2 separate regions of the Mus musculus genome follow, and region 2 is linked to region 1. Evidence: chromatin contacts called from public HiChIP or PLAC-seq data. All regions are on one chromosome and are shown on one strand. Each heading gives the region's core, a stretch centred on a gene start, on an enhancer-like site or on the middle of the called end of the contact. The rest is flanking DNA. Distances are from core to core; before and after follow the strand shown. Region 1 overlaps Tbc1d1 (TBC1 domain family, member 1). Region 2 overlaps 9130230L23Rik (RIKEN cDNA 9130230L23 gene).

What was found. HiChIP or PLAC-seq counts read pairs in DNA pulled down with a chosen protein or histone mark.
Region 2: a contact with region 1 is called in a FOXA1 HiChIP or PLAC-seq map of pancreatic cancer cells. The contact joins two enhancer-like sites. A contact is called at or near these places in 1 of 39 promoter capture datasets (liver), 1 of 115 datasets of contacts at active chromatin or transcription factors (pancreatic cancer cells) and 2 of 9 other capture datasets (adipose tissue and liver).

The regions. Positions count from the first base shown.
Region 1 is chr5:64,195,007-64,199,998 of GRCm38.p6, reverse strand. All of the region lies in intron 2 of Tbc1d1 (TBC1 domain family, member 1), which reads right to left. Among named protein-coding and RNA genes, the nearest start is that of Tbc1d1, 37 kb to the right of the region's middle. Within about 2 kb of position 2,893, at least 74 of the 459 cell types and tissues checked have an H3K27ac peak or open chromatin away from gene starts, as enhancers often do. A contact at or near this core is called in pancreatic cancer cells, where this site is marked.
Region 2 is chr5:65,988,393-65,993,384 of GRCm38.p6, reverse strand. 9130230L23Rik (RIKEN cDNA 9130230L23 gene) reads left to right here. Exons shown (of 7, transcript NR_027961.1): 5 at 2,961-3,099; 6 at 3,468-3,547; 7 at 4,852-4,992. Among named protein-coding and RNA genes, the nearest start is that of 9130230L23Rik, 13 kb to the left of the region's middle. Within about 2 kb of position 2,039, at least 80 of the 459 cell types and tissues checked have an H3K27ac peak or open chromatin away from gene starts, as enhancers often do. A contact at or near this core is called in pancreatic cancer cells, where this site is marked.

The DNA.
Region 1 (4,992 bases), core at 1,644-4,143:
AGGTTACAGAGGTGTCCTCAAGTTCTTGGGAGGTCACTGTGGGTACTGACAGATCTGAGGTCCTACTTTTGGAACTATCTCAGTTACTGAGTCAGGTTCAGCCACCTGATAACCACAAGTGCAATGACCTAATCTCATTTAAGTCCATCATTCATTTATTGCTGAGCACAGCCTCCAGGGCACCAGAGTCAGCCACCCACCAACACAACAAAGAAAATGAGCAGGTGGCCACCGGGAACTAACTTTTCAGGCAGTCAGGTGATGGCAGGTTAGGTCTAGAAGTTTACTTAAGCAGAAACTACCCAGAAAAAAAAATACATTTGGATAATTTCCTAGCAGAACTCTTCACATAGTTTATTCTGTGAAGGATTTCTGTGTAGGATGCTGTTCTCTTGGGTCACTAACATCTGACAAAGATAAAGCACAGTGGATACTTCCCTTCTATCAGAACCTATCTTGGCTTCCCCATAAATTGATAGACAGGGTCCCACCTTGATCAGTCTCAGACAGGTAATACCCAGGGCTTCTTAATATCACACACACGAAGCACCAGCATTGAGAGCCAGTGTGCTCCCTGCTTGTGGGACATCTGTGATTCCCTCTGAGTTACCAATCATCCCCACAACGGCACCTGGGCAAGCCTTGAGACTCTAACCAGCCATTTTATTCCCAAGTAAAAACACCAGAGCGCTCGCTTCATATACAAAGGGCAAGCATACCGTAACTGCTACGTCTAGCCCTGTATGACTCAAGAGATAATTCTTATCCAAGAAGCATCTAATAGACATGTGGATGAACTGTTACCAACGTATCATAATGGTTCTTTTTAGAATGGAATAGGACTAGGAATTGTGGACTCAACATTTCCTAATTTTTATGCCCGTCTGAGTTGATGGAAATCTTTATTCTAAGCAGTCCCCATAGTTCAAGTTTGTGAGGTCATTCAGTCTTAAATGGCTGTTCTAAAACAGGTGGAGGCCTGCCCGGTCCATTGATAAGTGCGAGGACTCACTTTCAGCAGCTCTCTAGCCACAGATGGATGCCTGAACTCATCTCACCCATCAGATATTCCTGTCTGAGGCTGCTACTCTCCCAGGGTAATGTCAAGTCACAGGGTTAATGAGAGCTGAAACACAAGAAGGGCCATGGAGCTGTAGCTAATGCCCAGCAGCTGCAGTGCCAGGGCAGCGGTGTCTGATAGCAAAGCCAGGGTGGTGCCCTTGCCAGGGTATCCCTGTGATGTAACCACGTCTGTGGTTTCTCCTGCCTGATGCCGACCCTTCATGGCTTGGTCAGACCGGCTTTGCACACGTCATGGTGACTCTGTGAAAAACCCTAGGATTCTTCTAAATGATTCTCTTTTCTACCTTTGTTGGTTAGTGTTGGTTTTTGGAGCTAAAGAATTTTTACATACAATTTGTTCATTCATTCATTCATTCATTCACTCATACAAGGAAGTTATGTGTTAACTGTTATGTGTTAAGGACAGTTCTAAGTGTGTGGGTCATTCAGGGAGCAAGATGGAAATCCCTCTCTTGAAGATTACAGTCTACTGAAGCCTATGATTTTCCTTGCAAATTTATGCAAGAGAGGCTTTCTGGGAAAGTGGCATGCAAGCTTAGAAATGGCAAGTTAAGTTAAAGGTAGCCAAACAGGGAGGGTACTGAGCGGTCTAGGTCACAGGAACAAAGGGAATCTGGGATGCTCTAGAACTAAGAGAGGCCATGGAATGTTATAGACTAGAGAAAGAGGATGACGTGGGCCTAGGATAAGGGGATATGAGATGTAAGCAACTGGGAGAGGTAGGGCAACTGGCAAAATGAGACTCAGAAGGCCGAGAAAATCTTACTAAGTCTCCATGGCTTGTTCTCTGAAGGGCAGAGCTATGCTAGACCATAAGTGGAGAGGGCAGCAGAAGGGCACATCACCAGATCTGCGGCAATGATGGTCATGCCTGGAGCTGGCTGCCTTAGACCTGGGGAAGACAAGGGTGGAAATGTGGAGACTGTTAAGGAACTTGCCCAAAAAGTCTAGATAAGAAATACAGTGTTGGGAGCTGGAGAGAGGGATCCGGGGGTTAAGAGCATTGACTGCTCTTCCAGGAGACCAGGGTTCAATTTCTAGCACCCATGTGGCAGTTTACAACTGTCTGTAACTCTAGTTCCAGGGGACCTAACACCTCCACATAGACATATGTGCAGATAAAACACTAATGTTCAAAAAATAAAAAATTAAACTAAATTAAAAAAAAAAAGAAATACAGTGTGGGGTTAGAGTGAAGTAAGGGAACTTTCCCAGTCTTTTCTTCTGCACTATAGCAGAGGTCACAACAGAACATAAGAGAGAGGCAGCTTGGGGCCTCAGAACAAAGACTCTTGGCTATCGTCAACTCAGAGCACACAGGCCCCGGAGCAGCAACTAGAGGATCCTTGTGCTAACCACTGAGCTTCGGGGTTCATTTATTTCTGCGGCACAGTTGAGTCTATATGAGGATGAGAGGGAGAAATGTCCATGTGACAGGACCCTGGGGAAGTAGCACAGGTGACCCCCTCTTACCCTGAACTCCTCCCCACAGAAACTGCAAGTTACCCTGGGTCAGACTGCCCTCTGCTCGCCAGGTTCTGTCCTACAGAAAGGAAACCCGTCTTCTGCGCCCTCGTCTCCCTTTTCTTGATACAGACTTCCTGACCAGTTAGCAAGCAAAGAAAACATTCCTCTTCCCCCGTCCCTCTCTGCCCCGCCCTGCTGTGGCCTTTGGCTTTCTCTCTCTCTCTCTCTCTCTCTCTCTCTAGTTTCCACTCTGGTTCTTGGACACAGCTCTGGCTAGCCTTGTTCTCAGTCCTGACCTATCCCTGTGACAGGCAGCCTGGACTAGCCTCTGAACATCCTACACTAGTGTCGTCCAAACCCATCCTGACTCATCCTGTATGTCTGACCTTGCTCCTGGACAGACAGCTGCCTAGCCAGCTGACATTTCTAGATTCCAGCAGTCTGGATTCTCATCTAACCACAGGCCAGCCCTGCAGCCCCAGTACACAGAACCACAACGCATGGTGTACCCACAGCCGACATTGCCTGTCCAGTGGTTCTATCCATTGGATCCAGAGGTCAAAACCAACTGGTCTTCTGAGTGTCTTCATTTACACAGAACACATGCAGTACAGGGGGCCTTGCTGGCTTTCAGTATGCTCTGTGTGCCCCACTTGCCAGGCTTCTGAGACATTTTTGGCCCTGCGTCAAAGATCAGGACTGGTCATGTGTGGTCTGTTGAAACATAGTTTTTCAAGACTAATAAGCCTACACAGAAACTCAAAGTCAAATAATAAATTGTGTCTAAAGAGCTGGAGAGATGGCTCAACAGTTAAGAGTACATACTCTTCCTCCAGAGGTCAAGGGTTCAGTACCAAGTACCCATGTTAGGTTGGGTGACTCACAACTGCCAGTAACTCTAGCTGGGCAGGGTGGGGTAGGGTAGGGATCTGATGCCCTTTTCTGGCCTCTGAAAGTACACACATACATAAATAATAAATAACTAAACAGGTTAAAAGAAAATCCCTCAAAAGACTATGACATGTCTCTTGGCTTAGACCCAGTTCTCAGAGACTTGGCAGACCTCACAGACAAGCCACCCCAGTGAAGCATGGTAAGGCAGCCTCCCATGGTGTAATCCACACAGATGCCAAGATCATGCCAATCTTGTCTTCAGAGTGCTCACCATTCACCATGCTGGGCATGGTCACAGCTTGCTGGATGTAGGGCAGATGCCAAATACTCAGCACAGATCTTCTCTTTTGTCCTTATAGTCTATCTAATGGAATCTGTGGTGCCCTCAGTTTACTGATGGTTAAACTTACATTTTAAATGTCTTTCTAGCTGCCAAGGAACACAGCCACAGCAAGAAAGATCTGTGGGTTTTTTAGGCATCGTGGCAAGGTCTGGAATCCCAGAAGGTAGGAGGGGGAACAGGAAGATATGGAGTTCAAAGTTACCCTTACTATACAACAAGGTCAAGGATAGCCAGAGTTACAAGAGTCCTTGTCTTACATAAACACACCACACACACACATACACCACACACACAAACACACACCACACACATACACACACACACTCCACATACACACAAGCACACACAAACACACACACACACCACACATACAAACACACACCACACACACCCATACTCCACATACACACAAGCACAAACACACACATACACATATGCCACACACACAAACACACACCACACACCCCCACAACACACTCCACACACACACACAAATACACACCCCCACACACAAACACATACACACACATACTCCACACAAACACATACACACATACTCCACACACACAAATACACACACACTCCACACACACATCCCCACACATACACACCACACACAAACACACACCACACACATCCACACACACACACACACACACACACACACACACACACACACACACATCAAGGGCTGGGGAGATGGCTTGGCATCTATAGACTCTTGTCCCCAAGCCTGAGAACCTAAGCTTGATCCCCAGGCCACATAGTAGGAAGAGAGAACAGACTCAGGTGAAGCTGTCCTCTGACCTCCACACTCACTATGGCTGCTGAGATCCCCCAACACAAACAAATAAATAAAAAATCTAGGTTTGTCCAGCTCCAGAGTCTACACAGACACACACACACACACACAGACACACACACAGACAGACACACACATACATTTTACCATTTTGCTCTTTATGTATGTTTATATAGGAAAACATGTACACAATATCTGTATATATATATGAATATGAAGATTGTATATATGTATATTTATATGTGTGTGTTTATAAATATATATGTATTGTGTGTGTGTATATATATATATATAAGCACAATATGTGTATATTTGTGTGTAATGAAAGGAATGAGTGGGGGGGGTTGTTTGGTTTTTTTTTTTTTTTTTTTTTTTTTTGGTCTTAGGTTAGAAGTCAGGTGCC
Region 2 (4,992 bases), core at 790-3,289, 1.8 Mb before region 1:
CCAGAGGTGGAGCATGCCTCTAAACCCAGATCTCAGGAAGGCTAAGGCAAGGGGATCCATAAGTTTAAGACCAGTCTTAGGTATGTAGCAAACTCAAGACCAGCTAGAGTTACACAGTAAAGATCCTGTCTCATAAAAAACAAAACAAAACAAAAAAACGAAAAAAGAAAAAAAAAACCCAGAAGGGTAAGTAATACATACATATGTGTAAGCAAAGGAGAAAAGAAAGAAAATATCTAAAATTGATAGTGATTATTCTTAGGCAGATGTGTAGCCTGTGAGTGATTAGTTTTAAGTATTTGTCATCCAACATATTGTCCTGGCTTCTTTTATTGAGACATATATCACAGTCATAAAGGTGTGTAAATGAAGAGCTGGAATATCATAACTCCAGTTTTAACATCACCACACAGGACAAGGATTAGACTGTCTGCACTGACAAGGGATTTTTTTTTAAGATAAAAAGTAGTTTATCTTTTTAAAAATATGGATGTCTGTGTGGCATGGTGGGGGATGGTACCTGGAGAGGCTGCAAGAGACATCTTGCGGACTGGAGAGATGGCTCAGCGGTTAAGAGCACTGACTGCTCTTCCGAAGGTCCTGAGTTCAAATCCCAGCAACCACATGGTGGCTTACAACCATCTGTAATGAGATCTGACACCCTCTTCTGGAGTGTCTGAAGACAGCTACAGTGTACTTACATATAATAATAAATAAATCTTTAAAAAAAAAAAGAGACATCTTGCTGTGATCGTGAGCCACCTGATATGGATGCTAAGAACTGAACTCTGGTCCTCTGGGAGAACAGGAAGTGCTCTTAACCACTGAGCCATCTCTACAGCACACCCTCCCTTGTTAATAATATGATGGCACTCAAACCTGGGGTATGTACATATTAATCAGACTTCACATTGAACTATATCCTTGGCCCCAAGAGATTGTTTTTTAGATTTATTTATTTATTTAACTTACTTATGTGAGTACACTATGGCTCTCCTCAGACACACCAGAAGAGGGCATTGGATCTCATTACAGATGGTTGTGAGCCACCATGTGGTTGCTGGGAATTGAACTCAGGACCCCTGGAAGAGCAGCCAGTGCTCTTAACCAATGAACCACCTCACCAACCCTTCCCTTTATTTTTATTGTAGTAAAATATACATACCCTAAAATTAATTTTTGGGGGTTTTGGGCTGGCCTGAAATTCAGAATAGTCCTCCTGCCCCAGCTTCCCCTGTGCTGGAATTACAAGCATGACGTGAGGATAACATTTCAACTGTCATTTGGTTTTGGGGTGTGTGTGTCTGTGTGTTGTGTGTGGTGTGGTGTGGTGTGTGTGGGTGTTGTGTGTGTGTGTGTTGTGTGTGGTGGTGTGTGTGTCTGTGTGGTGTGGTGTGTGTGGGTGTTGTGTGTGTGTGTTGTGTGTGGTGGTGTGTGTGTCTGTGTGGTGTGGTGTGTGTGTGGGGGAGTGTTGTGTGTGTGTATGGTGTGTGGTGGTGTGTGTGTCTGTGTGGTGTGTGTAGTGTGGTGTGGTGTGGTGTGTGTGTGTGTGTGTGTGTGTGTGTGTGTGTGTTTGTGTGTATGTGGTGCTGTGTGTGTGGTGTGGTGTGGTGTGTGTGTGTGTGTGTGTGTGTGTGTGTGGTGTGGTGTGTGTGTGTGTGTGTGTGTGTGTGTGTGTGTGTGTGTGTGTGTGTGGTGTGGTGTGTGTGTGTGTGTGTGTGTGTGTGTGTGTATGGTGTGTATGTGTTACCTGTGGTTCTAGAGGAGGAGACCAGAAATCAGTGCTGAGTGAGTTCCTCAGTTGCTCTTTGCCCTTGATTGGGAACCTAGAGATGGAGCTGAGAGTTCTACATCTTGATCCACAGAAGCAGGAGGCTGTGTTCCTTACTGGGTGTAGCTTGAGTAGGCATGACCTCAAAGCCCGCCCCCACAGTAACACACTTCCTCCAATAAGGCCACACCTCCTAATAGTGCCACTCCCTATGGTCCAATCATTTGAACATGAGTCTAAGGGAACCATTTCGGTTCAAACCACCACACCCTGTATCAAGGGTCTATGACTAAGCACAGACAACCAAGCTAGGAGAGGTGGTTTCCATTTATAACCAAGCATTTATAAGAGGGGAGCTGAGAGTAAGGAAGTCAGTCAGGTTCACAGTGGGGAGAAAGGCTGAGCTTGCCAAGGCTGGATTCTTTGTTTGTTTGTTTGTTTGTTTGTTTCTGAGACAGGGTTTCTCTATGTAGCCCAGGCTGGCCTGGAACTCAGAAATCTGCCTACTTCTGCCTCCCAGGTGCTGGGATTAAAGGCATGCACCACCACTGCCCAGCCAAAGCTGGATTCTTAGCTCCAAAACCTCTGTCATTTGCACGACCAACTGTCTGACATCTCAAGCGCTTTGCCCAACCTGAGGCTAGGTGCTTTTTCAAATCTCTGATCAGTAAGTATTTGTTTATTTGGTGGGTGCAAAAATAGATTTTTTTTTTTTAGACAGTCTCTATGTGGTGTTGGCTAACCTCAACCTTAAAAGGTAAGGAAACTTTCTGCCTCAGTTTCCCCAGAGCTGGGATTATAGGCATGCGGCACCATGCCTAGCTTGATGAATTTTCTACTGCTAAAATGACACATCACCCACATACCTACTCCTGTACAAAATGAGAATGAATCCCCAGAATTACACACAGGTCAACATTTCAACCTCTGCAACAGTGTCTTTCTTCTTATTTTTGTCTCTTTTAACTAGAGTGTTTGATCATTCAAAGTCATCCCAGGCAATAATGTGTGCCATTTCAAAGCCCCCTTCAACCTTTGTTAAGTTTGCTTTGTTCTTTCTATTCAAATTTCTGTGTGTTTCTTTGAATTTACAAACTCCGTTTTTCTCCCTTTTAAACCCTCTTACAAATTTCAAACCTGAGACTTTCTGGAGGAAGCCTAAGAAAGAATTTACGTTTGTGCCTCTCAGCCTACCCCAGGAACCAACCTGCTGTTACTCCTGGTTGATTGATCCCAGAGCTGATGGTCAGGCCCATGACTGGACTTCTTGTACCATACATGAACCCAGAGAAGACTTCTGCTTCTCACTCAAAGTTGTATCTACTGTGGTAAGACAGGAAAAAATGTTCTGCTTGCATTGTGACATGAAGAGCCGTGGGCAGTTCCTCTGCTGTTTGCCTCTTTCCCAATGTGGTCAGCCAATGTGTATCTCCCATGCCCGATATTGTCCAGAAACAGGGAGAGCAGCAGTCGGGTAAGGGAGAATACAGTCTCCATCAGCCCCAGTGATGCTAAGGTAAGGAAGGGCAGCCCAGACCTTTGGCACTGATTGGCCTAGAAGTGTATGTGATCCAGCTGAAGAGATATAAAAAGAATACCGATGAAGTTTCTTGGACAAATTTTGTTTCTTGTTTAAAGTAGGAAGCATTTATATGTATGCTTCTTCATATAACTTTTTTTTTTTTTTTCTAAACAGGGAGGGTCTCACGATGTAGTCCAGACTGACCTCCGGCTTACGAAGCTCCTGCCTCCACTTCCGGTGTGTTGCAATTACAGGTGTGTACTTATTTATGGCCTTTTTAATGACAAGCGTCAGAACTCAGTTCTCACCTTTCACCCCACCTGGCAGGCTTGCACTGTTGTTTCTCTGTGGCTGTGCGTCCTCCTCCAGGAGAGCTGGCCCTCGGGTTTCCAGATGATTCCCTCGTCTCCATCTCCCAGGTCACTGTAGGAGTCCTGGGGTTACAGCTGCCACCAACACAAGTGGCTTGCTATATGGTCTGGGCCTTGAACTTGGGTTCATGTAGCTAGGATGAGTCATCTCCTAGGCCCACATTTTTTTTTTAAATAGGACTTACAGAATATTTCTAATTACTGAATAATTCCCTTTAAGAATATTGAGCCAAATATTAGGCTGGTTCTTGAAGAAAGACAGAACTCCTGGGCTTCTGTAGCCTTGACACCATAACTGTTGCCCAACCAGGAATTAGATTGTTCAGCATCCACTTCAGGGGGGTTAAGGAGACCATCTGGTTCGGGGTGTAGACCATCTCTCTTGTTGGGCCTTGACCCAGTATTCTGATGGGAGAATCTTGACTGCAACCTGTTCTGTAGCCATATTGGTTTGAAGGTTCAGATATGCTTGTGGTTTAAATTACTTCCTTCTAAGCCAGACATTAAAAATTCAACACAGACAGCCAAAACAGCTCAGTTGAGAAAGAATTTGATTGAAGAATTCAATCAAATGGGTGTGGTGGCACACACCATTAATCACACCTGCACTCAGGAGGCAGAGGTGGGCAGATCTCTGTGAGTTTGAGGCCAGCCTGTTCTACAAAGTGAGTCCAGGACAGCCAGAGCGTGTTATGCAGAGAAAACAAAACCAAATGAAAGAAAGAAAGAAAGAAAGAGAGAGAGAGAGAGAGAGAGGGAGGGAGGGAGGGAGGGAGGGAGGGAGGGAGAGAGAGAGAGAGAGAAAGGAAAGAAAGAAAGAAAGAAAGAAAGAAAGAAAGAAAGAAAGAAAGAAAGAAAGAAAGAAAGAAAGAGGGGGAAGGAGGGAGGGAGGGAGAGAGAGAGAGGGAGAGAGAGAGAAGGAGAGAGAGAGGGAGAGAGAGAGAAAGAAGGAAAGGAAGGAAGGAAGAAAGAAGGAAAGAGAGAGAGAGAGAAGAATCAACAAAGTTGGTGCAGAGTAAAAAAAGAATCCCTTTCTGCAAGTAGGTTTTCTGCATTTTGGGGACTACTGTGTGCTATATCTGAATCTTTGCAACTGTTCAGTTGTGCACTACTTATTAATCCAACTAGTTAAGAGAAACAAGATGGTAGCACCCATGGAGCTGGGCATATTTTTCACCTTGCCCCAGGACTCTCAGGGTACAGGACTCAAGAGTCACATGTCAGAGGCCCAAGATTTCAATTAGCTTCGGCTTCTTATCAGCCTGCTCACCTCGGGACCTGCTGCGTCCTAGTCCGCAAATGGGTTACAGAGAAAGGAGGCTCAAGCT